Linked DNA regions of Gossypium hirsutum: region 2 is linked to region 1. Evidence: chromatin contacts called from public Hi-C data. All regions are on one chromosome and are shown on one strand. Each heading gives the region's core, a stretch centred on a gene start, on an enhancer-like site or on the middle of the called end of the contact. The rest is flanking DNA. Distances are from core to core; before and after follow the strand shown.

Evidence for each region. Hi-C and Micro-C count contacts between places; a contact is called where the count stands out from the background.
Region 2: a Hi-C map of leaf shows a contact between it and region 1, with 1.8 times the contacts expected there. The contact joins the promoter of LOC107909277 here to the enhancer-like site in region 1. A contact is called at or near these places in 12 of 34 Hi-C or Micro-C datasets (anther, callus, hypocotyl and 2 more).

The regions. Positions count from the first base shown.
Region 1 is chrD02:65,175,183-65,181,825 of Gossypium_hirsutum_v2.1, reverse strand. It overlaps the pseudogene LOC107909274. Among protein-coding and RNA genes, the nearest start is that of LOC107909272, 30 kb to the right of the region's middle. Within about 2 kb of position 3,360, at least 3 of the 9 cell types and tissues checked have an H3K27ac peak or open chromatin away from gene starts, as enhancers often do.
Region 2 is chrD02:65,245,673-65,252,315 of Gossypium_hirsutum_v2.1, reverse strand. It overlaps LOC107909277 (ethylene-responsive transcription factor 9), which reads right to left and starts at 4,091. Exons shown (of 1, transcript XM_016836748.2): 1 at 2,677-4,091. The coding sequence starts at 3,611. The coding sequence ends at 2,943.

The sequences.
Region 1 (6,643 bases), core at 2,111-4,610:
ATCATTAGATAGTCAATTGGTATAACCCGTATTTAGTATATAACTAATATTTCCATCATGACCATATTTTCAATAGACACCATACGAGGATCCGACAATTCGGGCAGAAATTCCAAATGAGTACTTCCAAAATCCAAACGCTTGGCATGTGAAAGTCCCATTGGTCAACTTTACGACTGTGGAGATGCACCAGTCGGCCAGAGTATTACGACAATTTGGATTCCGACAATCGATTCCCATGGCACTTGAGGTGTTGGATGACCATCACAAAATCGACCTACGTCAATTGCATACGGATTGGCCTAGATTCTGGTCATGCTACATCCAAATGTGGGAAGATCGTTATGATTATATACCAACTCGGGAACCAATCATCGTTCCAGAGTTAGCGTGCGTGCCGGAATACATGCCATGGTTTATGATCCATAGCAAGCCGTATTCCACACCGCTACCAAACATGGGTTGTTCTGTATTTTGTAACCCACTAACCGAGTGACGAGCAGGGGTCGCGTATACCTCTCGAACACCAGTCGCAAGTGCATCATTTGGCGATGTAAATTGTACATATAACTCAATATAGGGTGCTCCACTAGCAAGATGAGTCTGCACCATTGCCTCCAAGCTACGAGCACCTTTTATGTCGAACGAGTCATATGTCACCAGATCAACAGAAGAACAAAATCGATACGTAATAGACAGAACTTTCATTGGCGTCGCTCCGAATATTTTAAGCCTAATTCTTTTACAAAGTTCTGTCAAATCTATGTTCTGGTTAAAAACCAGTCGCACTGTATTCTCCGATAAAAAAAATAACACCGTTCTCGGTGTGGCAAACCTCACCATCATAGTAAATAACAGCACTAATACGTTCACTCATATTCAATTTCTATCCTTCTTAGCCTCTCTAATTTTTTTTTGTAAGTTATGCAATTTGAGAAAAAATTTTGCATCATTTATAGCCTCAGCCAAACATGCTCTACTCTAGCAAAAGCGCGTCCACGTGGGATCTTCTTTCAGTACTTCTGCTGACAAAGCATCCTGCTTAAGGCGTTTTAGACACTATTTTCTCAGAAACGTCTACTCGAAATTATTTTTTCGGGAGCTACTGTAGAAAAAACGCGTCCACGTGGGATCTTCTTTTAGTACTTCTGCTGACAAAACATCCTGCTTAAAGCATTTTTTACACTATTTGCTCAAAAACATCTACTCGAAATTATTTTTTCAGGAGCTACTGTAGCAAAAGCGCGTCCACGTGGGAGCTTCTTTCAGTACTTCTGCTGACAAAGCATCCTGCTTAAAGCGTTTTTTACACTATTTGCTCAGAAACGTCAACTCGAAATTATTTTTTCAGGAGCTACTGTAGCAAAAGCGCGTCTATGTGGGAGCTTCTTTCAGTACTTCTGCTGACAAAGCATCCTGCTTAAAGCTTTTTTGACACTATTTGCTCAGAAATGCCTACTCGAAATTATTTTTTCAAGAGCTACTGTAGCAAAAGCGCGTCCACGTGGGAGCTTCTTTAAATTAACAAATAATTTAATTAAGTAACCCTAAACCCTAAACCTTAATTTATTTGAGTTTTTGCTTAAAACCCCTAAACACTAACTCCTAATCAAATTTTATAAAAAATTATAATTAATTTACTCAAGTAACATTTAACCCTAATTTATTTGATTTTTCCTTAAAAACCCTTAACTCTAAACCCTTATCTAATTTTTAAATAATTTTTAATTAAATTACTCAAGTAACTCTAAACCCTAATTTAATTAATTTTTTTATTAAAAAATAATAAATACGAAACCTAATTCAATTTTAAAAATTTTATAATTAATTTAATTGACAAACCCTAAACCCTAATCCTTTACTTATTTAATTTTTTCTCTAAAATCCTAAATTTTAAAAACATCAAAACCCTAACCTTAACCCTAACTTAATAATCCAAAACCCGAATTGCAAGATACACGGGCAAAACGCGTCCTTGGGGAAACGTTTTGCCTACTTGGACTTAAAGCGTGCCCTTGAGGGAGTGATTTCTATCCACATAGGCAAAACGCTTCCTCAAGGACGCGTTTTTCTGCCACATCCCCTGACATCGCGCTGACGTGGACGCGCTTTTCGGGAAATAGGGTCATTTCGGTAAATAATTATATACCGGGCCCATTTTAATAAATTAAAAAAACTTTTATATGTAATTGCTCATTATAAACATTATTAAAATTATTTATTAAATTCAAATTTATTATAAATGTGTATTATTTTGCCATAACTTTTTTTTTTAATTTTGTTGCTTTCTGACAGAATTGATGCTTGTTTGAATATTCAAAGATGCTTTAAAGTCGAAAGCTGTCAGCAACCATTAAAAAAATCCGGGAAAGAAACGTGGAAAATATTTTAAAGCTCATGTGGAAAATATACTTAAATCAATAAAATTAACTCCAAGATAAAAGAAACCATCAATCATAAATATAGATTTTTAAATAAATTTTTCTTCACCCAATGATATCAACAATAATTATTTTTATATTTGACCAGAATACCTTTCATGAATCAATATGTCACATGGTGACGGGTGAGGGACGATGCCACACCACTATGTCTATCACTTGCTCCGTACGTGAACTATCGTATCTTCTCTTGATTAGTAGGTAGAATATAAACTAAAAATACTGAAAATAAAAAAAAAGTTCTAATTTTTAAAGTAAAAATGAAAAACATTAAAGGAACATAAAAAAAAAACTTGTAGGCTGTTTGACCATCTAAAATCTTATCGGAAGATAAGAAATATCAAAACGCAAAAAGGACCAAATGTGAATTCCTGTTTCTTTTGGGTAAAAATAAAATGGTTGGTGCATGAGTTTGTTGAAGCCTGACAGCTTGCATTAATCTATTTAACTCCAGACTCAATTGCATTTGCATTTGCATAGCAACAAGAAGAAGAGAGAAGATGGAGATTGAAGCAAAGAGATGGGGTTTCCGTGGAAAGCAAGAGCTGAACGCAGCATCAGCCTCCACTGTGCGAGGATATCTCAACAAAATAATAGCCCGCATCAACAAAGATAATAGCTCTTCAGTCATTCGTCTTGGTCATGGTGACCCCTCTCATTTTCCAAGCTTCAAGACTACCCCTGCAGCTGAAGATGCCATTGTTGATGCTCTACGTTCGGCTAAGCATAATTGTTATGCGCCTTCTGCTGGTGTTCTTCCGGCAAGAAGGTTAGTTAGATTGAAAACTTTAAAAAGGTGTTATTGAAGTTTGTTTATGAGTGAATGGTCATCGACTTTGTTCGGTTTGAATTCCAACAGGGCAATTGCAGATTACCTCAACCGTGACCTTCCTTGCAAGTTATCACCGGATGATGTTTATCTCACAAGTGGGTGTAATCAAGCAATAGAAGTAGCAAGAAATGTTCTTTCCCGTCCTGGTGCCAATATTTTGCTTCCTAGACCGGGCTTCCCATACTATGAATCTTGTTCTGCTTATAATCATCTGGAAGTACGTCATTATGATCTTCTTCCTGAAAAAGGTTGGGAGGTTGATCTTGATGCTGTAGAGACTATTGCGGATGAGACTACGGTCGCTTTGGTTATTATAAACCCAGGCAACCCTTGTGGAAATGTCTTCAGCTATGAACAGTTGCACAAGGTTAAAAAAGCTTTTAGAGTAATTTGCTGACTCTTCCCAAAACAAGATGTTGATTAGTATTTTCTTATTGAATCTTAGGTTGCAGAGACAGCAAGAAAGCTTGGGATTTTGGTTATTTCTGATGAAGCTTACGACAATCTGGCATTGGAAGCACTCGTTATGTGCCAATGCGAGTATTGGGGTCAACCGTGCCTGTTCTCACCCTGGGGTCTATATCAAAGAGATGGATCGTTCCAGGATGGCGCCTGGGGTGGATTGTCACAAGCGATCCCAATAGCATTCTTAAAAAATCTGGGGTTGTCCCTTATTTCTTTTATATTTCTTTGGTTTAAGATATGTGGTGCTATATTTAAAAGTTGAGATCATGTTAAGTTAATGATCTAATTTGGCTCTTATCAGGTAATTGATTCGATCGCAGAATTCCTCAATGTCTCTTCTGATCCGGCTACCTTTATCCAGGTTTGGTAATCAAAGATACTTTTGTTAAGACACACATTTACACTGGCAAATTAGAATTCCCGTCATTTTTTATGAAACAGGCAGCGATTCCTCAAATCCTGGAGAATACAAAGGAGGATTTTTTCTCAAAGATTATCAGCACCCTGAGGAAATGTGCTGATATATGCTACAATAGAATTGAAGAGATACCTTCCTTAACTTGTCCAAAGAAACCGGAAGGATCAATGTCTGTAATGGTAAGGGAGTTGTTTGATGTTCATGATGTATGCTGAAGAAATTAGAATAGTATTTTTATTAGTAAGCTTTAAACGCAGGTGAAGTTGAACCTATCAATGTTGGAAGACATTAATGATGATATGGATTTCTGCCTCAAGTTAGCTGAAGAAGAATCAGTCGTTGTTCTACCAGGTAATGTAATGTAGTTTTCATAGGAACTGATAGTGTTGAGGGAGAATCCGTTTTGTCTTTTCAGCAATCAATTTGGACCTCAAACAATGGAAGTATGATTAGCCAAGTGGTAGTGTTTTTACTAATTAAGACCTTTTAAGGGTATGGGTTCAAACCCTACCAAGATCAAAATGATAAAAACATTTTTTTGGTGGACCTAGACACTCTCCTTAGAGTTGGAAGATAAAATCTCGGAACTAAAATCAAGTATAGATATCCTAAGTAAAATACATCTACTGTTTGAGATTCGGATCAGTTGCTCAAAAAAGGGCACACCAAAGACTTCAACGGATTCACCCTCAACAGATAGTGTTTTACTGAAAAACAAAGAATGAATGGATGCAGGGATGGCAATGGGATTGAAGAACTGGCTTCGCATTACTTTTGCTATTGAACCTTCTCTTCTCCAAGAAGGGTTGGGAAGGATAAAAGGCTTTTGCCAAAGGCATGCCAAGAAGCAATAAAATAACGGGAGTAGATTGGTGTTTGTGTTGGATTTCATAACCCAAATAAATTTGCTGGTTACCGATAAATTATTGGCTGGCCTTAAATGATCCCGTTTGTATCTGTTATTTTGCCCATCAACTGCTTTGTGGTTTATAAAGTTTAAGATTTTATTTTTAATATTATTATCAAAAGATAAAATTACTTAACAAGTTATTGTGTATGTTATTTTAATATTCTACTAGATTTTTTATTAGGCAATGCATGGTTTGGGTGATTTTCACTGTTTTAGTATCAAGATCCACTATTTTGATTGAAGATGTTGAGAATTTCTCATTTTTTGAGTCGAAATCTTTTGAGCTGAGCATTTCAACCATAAATTTTATGTATTCTTTTTGGTTTTGGCTTGAGCCAACAACGTGTTGACAGTCGATTTCGCTTAAAGAAATTTGGCAGTAGTTTAGTTCGGGCATCATCCAAATACTTGGACTCATATTTTTTGTCATTGAATTTGTTCCACCTTTTTTTTGAAATTTCGAATTAGCAATGTGATTCTCATGTATTGTTCATGTTTGTAAGTAAAATTCCAAGATATAATCCAAGAAATACTCAATTTTGAAAAGAAATGGATTGTTTTGTATATGTATTTTTTGTATGGTTTTGGCTAAAATTTGTCAAAAAAATTTAGGCCATATATTTTGAATTTTTTCTAGTAAGATATCAAAAGAAGATGAAATGTACCAATTCCACTATATTTAAAATCAATTTGGGAATTGTAAAGAATAAATAAAGGCACATGGTTTCCTTTTATATGATAAAAAAAAATCAATTTAGAAATTTGTATTGGATGTCATACTTGAAATATATGAGCTAAGAGTGTCTCATATGTTGGTTGTTGATAAGACAGACATTATACTAGACTATTTGATAGCCCCAATATGTAAAATATGAGTGATGGTCTATTTTGGTGGTGAATTTTGTTAGATTTTTTTTTTGAGAGTTTGGGTTTTCACCCAAATCTTTTGGTCTAAGAATTTTAATTATTTGGATTGTTGAATGGTTAATAAAGTTAGGGTCTTTTGGATCTATGTAGTGTTTGAACAAATATTGATTCAGTTTGAACCAATACATTTTCATAATATTGTTGGGTTTTTTTTGTAAGTTTGATGGCTTAAAATGTCATCCTTTAAGAAGTACTTTGATACCAATATGTGAAGGTTTTTCAAAAAATTCTTCCTCCATAATGACTTTTTTTTCAAAAATATTTATTTGTAAAATATTGTAAGGATTTTTGTCTAATAGTATGTGGAGATGCTAAAAATACTACTTCTTTTGGAAAAACCTCTTGAAGAGATTTTCTTTTGAAATATTTTTGAGAGATTATGGTTTATATAAAACAATCTCTCTATTTCTTTTTTTGAAATTTTGGTTGCTTCAACAAACAATGTGTTTGAGAGGAGTTTTCTTTTTGGATTGGGCTATAACTAATGTCATTTATGGGGATTAAGAGAGAGATTCGATCCATTTTTTTTTATTTGAGAACTGATTTCATTTAGGTTTTGTGCATTTTAGAGGGATGCTTCATTTGAGGTTATTGATGAGGATGATCCTTAATTTTCTTCTTGCAAACAAATTTCATAGCATGATTTGATG
Region 2 (6,643 bases), core at 2,842-5,341, 70 kb before region 1:
TGATAACAATTTTACATTATATAGGTCGACTCTAAAGATTGGCATCATTGCTCAATTTCATATCACTTTATGATTTCTTCTATTATACCCAAATTTAAGCTTCTCAAAACAGTCCCTATAGCCAAATTAAATATAATTTAATTTTTTTTACAATTTTAATTTTATTATTTTAATAATTACTATCATTATTAAAGTAATAACTAAATATATCTAAACTTATATTAAAATAAATCTAAAAATTTCCACAAATATCAAACCTTAATTTTTAATTTTTCTTAATCCATATTTGTAAAGACAGGTTTTTTTTGTTTTTGTTTTACTCTCAACATCTTACAACCTCAGCTTTTATATAATGCTAAACATTTATTTGAATTAATAAACTTTTTCTTACAAAAAAAATCCATTTATGAATTAAGAGAGGAGAAATTACATTTGAGCCTGGTAATTGGGATGTGGGACTTAACTACTGTGTCATTGTGTCGTTAATAAATATTTTAGTAATTCACACTCAAAATCACTAAATTAGTAGTAATTTTATGTTTTAGCTGTTTAATTTTAAAAAAATTTATAAAATGATCATTAAATTAGTTGAAGATTTTTATTTAAGTCACTAGATGGTTAACTTTTTTTTAAAAGTTCAATCAGCGAGTTCCAAGCGACGATTTAATAATCGGTATGGTGAATCAATACCCATTCACAAATAAAAGAACATACATTAAATTCAAGTCAACTGTTGGTCAATATCAATGATGGGAGAAAAAACCTCTTTAGATTTTAGTTCACAAATATGTGACGTTCAAAATTATTTCATGAAAAAAAAACTAAATAGTATAAAAAGAAAGGGAATGAGAGCTTTCAATTAGTGAATGCAGTTCGAACGTAGAAGGTCATACTATAACGATTTTAACATCCCAGTGGCTTAAATGAAAACTTCTGAATAGTTCTATAATTATTTTGTAACTTTTTGAAATTGACTGATTAAAACGTAAACTTATTAATTATTTTTATAACATTGGATGTAATTTATCCTAAAAAATTTTATATACAATAACTATATTTATCTGTAACATCATTTCATTATAACATTCAAATTTATTGTAGAATTGATTTCTCATATTTTATTTTTTCTTCTTACAATAGCTTTTCATCCATCACTTCAACCACCATAAAATTGAAATTAAATTAGTTTTTTTATGACAACTTCAGGTCTTAAATTTTCAAAAAATAAAAATAATAAATAATAAATTTTAATTAAGATTATATGTCAATAAAATATTAAATTTCATATTAAAATATAATAATAATATTTTATAAAATAAAATTACATTTCATATTTATTAAGATGCAGCAATTAATATATATTATAAAATTTCGTCTAATAATATAATCAAAATTTCAAAGGTTAATATAAAAATTGATATGAGAGCCAACTTATTATATCATCTAAAAAATGGATAGATGATATGGAAGATGGACTGTAGTTTGTAGATTTAAAAGTTCATCAGCAATTGAACATTGCTGTGGTATCTTGAAACCAAGTTTCAAAATCAAGGCACAACTAACACTATAATAGTTTAGCCAAAAAGTTCCGTGCGCCACAAAACCCACGGCACCTCACTGTGATAGGGCCACGAGTTCCCCCACAACGAGTCCAGAAAAGGGCGGTGATGTTAGCATTTAGCAATTAGGAATAGCCGCCCAAGCCCCCACTCACCTTTTTTTGCCTTCGCCTTGTCTCCTTTCCTTATTATTATTGACGGTTGCATTGCATTGACGTGCCCAAGACACTTGGCTCGCAATCATCCAACACCCAAATAAAAGGGTCGACCCCACTCAACAACTACCCCAGAGACAATGACCCCAAAACAAAACCTACAGCGGCGGCAATGCTTTTTGACCCCTCTCCTCTCCTCTGCCTTTTCACACTTCCACACGTCACACTTTTTCTGCGGCTTGTATGCGCCGTACTCAACACCTCCCTTCACGAGCCGCTCATCGTCCTTTCTCCCCCCTACATTTAACTTTTGCATTCCACGCGCCACAACAGTGAACGGTGTAATTGTTTAATCATTTCGATTTGAGCGCGTGTAATTACAGTACATCATTAAAGAAGAGCGCAGAATCCACTCCACAGATTTCGCCGACGAAAAGCGGGACCCATTAGGGAAAGGGGGAAGCGGTTTTGAAATAGAAAGCGTCCCGTGTCTAACTGACGTGATGCTTTTCGGTTTGCCGCGTGGGTCCCTTTCTTCCTTTACCCCTACTGCCGCCACATACAAATTTTAATAAATACTAAATGATAATTAATTGGTGGCAAAAATATAAAACAGACACGTGCCTGCCGGCTATCACCATAATCACGACCCATCTGTCAAGCATAAACACGGTATTATTATATACATCACTCTTGAAAATCAGCCGTCGGTAACGCATGCTACCTTTCGTACTTAAATTTTTTATTTCGTCACTATTGGTATGGATTGTTGCGGAAAAGGAAGTACATGAGAATAGAAAAATAAACTACAACTGTTTCAGTTCTTACAATTAGTTTCCCAGTCATTTTCTCATTATTTTAATCCATTCAGAGAAAAGGTATCCAATTTCAAAACTAACAGGATTAAGTTCCTAAAGTAGGATTGAAAACAGGAACAACAGCCTAATTAAGAAAGATTCTCATTAAAAGTAAAAAAGAGTGGTTAATTTTTGAACGAGAGGTTATAAACAAAATCATCTCAGATAATGGATCATAGTTTTCCTCAGTTTGCAAACACGGATTACTGTCGTAAAACTATTTACATCGGATTTAAAAGATAAAACCGTGTCTAAAATGATACAAAACACGGATTACTATCACCTCTTGTTTATCATAGCTTCCTACCTCTCAGATGCCTAAAATTAAGATCATGAAAAGGCGTTTTCCGTTTAAAAAAAAATGCAAAACATCAAGCATCGACTGGAGGAGGAAGGTTAAGATCGAGGGCAAGGCCAGGTCTCCTTGCCTTGCAATGAATGGCCGATGAAGAGTCCGGTTCACTTCGGACTACACTTGCAAATCCCATACCCAACTGTACTCCCACCGGATCGAACCGAACCGGATAAACCTGACCAACAACGCCAGCTCCCCCCAACGCTTCGAAAAATAGAACCGGCCGCGACCGGGTCACCCCGCTAATCCCACCATTAGCGACTCCACCACCCAGAGCCAGCTGCTGGTGGCACGCGAAAGGGAATCTCCCTACTGCCCCGGACAAGGTGTTGACTCCACGCTCCACCGTTGGGCTTCCAGATTCCTCCACCGTGCTGCTTTGGCTAGGGCTCTGCTGGTTCTGGCCCTTGTAACAGTTGGTTTCATCCGGTAAAGGGAAGTTGGTCTTAGCCTTAGGTCCACGAAACTCACGCGCCGCCGCGTCGTAGGCTCTGGCAGCTTCCTCAGCCGTATCGAAAGTACCAAGCCAAACACGGCTTTTCTTGCCGGGATCTCTGATTTCGGCAGCGTACCTACCCCATGGCCTCTTCCTTACTCCCCTGAAATGCACCTCTTGGCTGCTCGTACTTCCAGTACCGTTAGCTTTCTTCAAGGTTTTGCTCGCATTTTTGTCTTGGGGAGCCATAAAAACTTGCTTTCCCTTTTTTTTTTTTTTTCTCTGAGTTGTAAATATTTTTGTTTGAGTCAAATGCGTATGGATTAGTTTTAATATATAGAGTTAGGAAGCTGTGCAGTCAATTAGTTGTTTGACTGAGGCGCCGCCCAAGTTAGGAGACAATGTGATACGTTGTACGAGTGTACGTGTCACGCGGAAATTTCGAGACAAGCGGCGAGGTTGTTGATGTTGTGCCGGCTTTTGCATTCACCGCTTTGCATTCCCCTTCACGCTTCTACTTTTTTGAGTGGATTCCACTCTCCACTAATTTAAATTTAATAAATTATAGATCATTATGCTAATTTTAAGGGTTTGGAAATTGAAGTACAATATTAAGACAAGATCCTAAATAAGTGTAGAGCGTGTAGAGCACGATGGTTTTGCAGAAGTGGGGGGAAAAGGAGATTTGTTCGGTGCTTTTAAGTGATGACTGATGACCAATTCTTGCAACTGACAGTATCAGCTAATATTCGGAATCACTTTATAACACCGACAGTTAAGAGAGAGAAAGGAGTAAAAGGAAAGGCAGGGACAAAGCGACGCGTGTTCATAGCGCTTCCCTTTATGAGCTTCTGTCATCCGCCTCCCCTACCCCTATTTCTGAATTTTGAAATTTTCCGTCTTAGGATTTTTTGTCGCGCCTCATCCAAAACCCTGTGGGTTGAAATTTAATAATGGTTTCCTTGGTTGGACCATACAACACAAAAAAACTTCCATGGTAATACATTTATGATTATTACCTAAAACTTTTGTATTTACAAATAACACGGACTTTAAACTATTAATTAAGAAATATTTGGTATCAGATCATTTATTTTATATGCGTAAATTAAAGTCGGATAAATCTTTATTCAGAATAGAATATTTTAATATGAGATTTGATTATTTGAATCGAATCAAATTTATTGAACGGTTAGCATTTTAATTTTGATATATTAAAATAAATTAAAAATTAATTAATTTTTTTATAAAATTTTTAATAAATAGTTTATTGAAAATGTAGAAATCATTGTCTCAAATTATTATATTTTTGTATAATTTATTATCATGGTTTAATTTTAATTCTAAATTGATTCATTTATGTATTGGATCAAAAATATGACGCAAAAGTAGAGATTAACACAATACAAATGCATTAAGTATTAGATAATAGTATGTGCCATAATTAACATAAATAGGGTTAACTAATCAAGACGTACTCGAACTATAACTTAAATTTTAAATTAGCCTACAAATTTCAAAATATTTTGATTGAGTTCTTAAAGTATTAATATTGTATCAGTTGAGCACTTTCTTCAATCTAGCCATTAGCGTAGGTATAAATGCCAGCTTAAATATATCACAGATCATTTTTATACATTGAATGATACTGACTTCTTTTTACATGTTCGATTCAAGTTATTTATACATTAGGTAGGCGTATTAACAATTGGATCAAATTGTTTTAAGTACGATTCACATCAACTACAAACTTGCATTTAACGCCCAAATCAATGACTAGCCTAACTAAAGGACATGATTAATATAATACTAATAAAACTCAATCAAATACTAATCATAATATGTTTAGTATAACTAACCATATGAATATCATGATCAAAAGTTGAATTAGGTTTCAGTTTTTCTACATTAAGAAATTGTTTTATATGTCACTGTATTCGTGTTGCTTTCATGTTATTTTCATCGTATTTAATTATTTATAAAAATTAAATTTATGCTAATTCACTTAATTGTTTAGATTTAGTTATGGATATTAAGTTTGACTACCAGCCAATACAAATATCAATCCCTTTATGCATATTTTTCCTTTTTTTTATTAAAAAAGATTTTTTTTTTCATGTGAGTCGACTTATAAATCAACATATTGATTACATAATGAAAAGCCTTTTTGTTAGATTTATTTTGCACCAACCTAACAATTATCAAAAGCTCTAGCACCTTCCATAACAAACTTATCATTCGAGCCTCATACTTCATATGTAGTTTTCTTTAGCTAATCTCACATGATACTTTGATCACAAAGTTGACTCTTATTCATCAAGTTTGCATTGAGTCTTTCCATTGGATGAACATTTTTATATGAGTATCAAAAGTCATTTTTGGGTTCATGGACGTGACAGGCTTAATTTGTTACAAGGCCTCGTAACTCAATTCAAAGCTCAAGTCAATATGTTGGTACAAGAATGGGGTACAAGAATGGGTGTCAAAAGGCTTTCAAGAAGGGATTGGAAGGGCCAAATGTTGCTACTTCATCTTCTTTGAGTCATAAACTAGAGATTTGATGTTTCAAATGCAATGGTAAAAAGGTATTTCCATTATGAATGTCCAAGTAAATGGATAATGCTTATTCATGATAATAGTGAAAATTACATCTAACTCTGATCTAGAAGATCTTGATATGCTAGATTTGATTGAGGATAACCCTATTAGGGGTTCTGTTAAGGAAGAAGTGTTAGAGCCACCTACTATTGGTGAGGATTTTTTGCATCCTTGGTGTCTTGTTGTCCATCGTACTTCGAACATGCAATTTAAAGATGATGATGAGCAATGCTCCAATATCTTCCATTCACGTTGCTTGATAAAGGGAAGCTTTATTCATTAATAATCGACAGTGGCAGTTCCACCAATGTTGTAAGTAGCTATTTGTTAGATAGGATGGATTCAAGTTGTAATATGAAAATAAGAGAAAACAAAAAATTAAACACAAGATGAAGATAGAGGTTAATTAAAATAAAAGAGATTGGGAGAAGAGAGAAGTGAACAAAAAAGAGGTGAAAGATTGTTCTTCCTTGAAACAATATGTTTCAAAAAAGACAATTAGGTAGAAGAATGGCAAACGACCCTTCAAGTATGATCCTTAACAAATTGAGAGTTAAAAGAATTTCCACAAAATATTTTGAAAGAAACAAAATTAAAATTTCTTCTGAAAAGAATATTCTCAAAAAGAAAAAAAAACCTCCAAAGTTTTTTCATAAACAACAAAAATTCCAAGATGAATACAC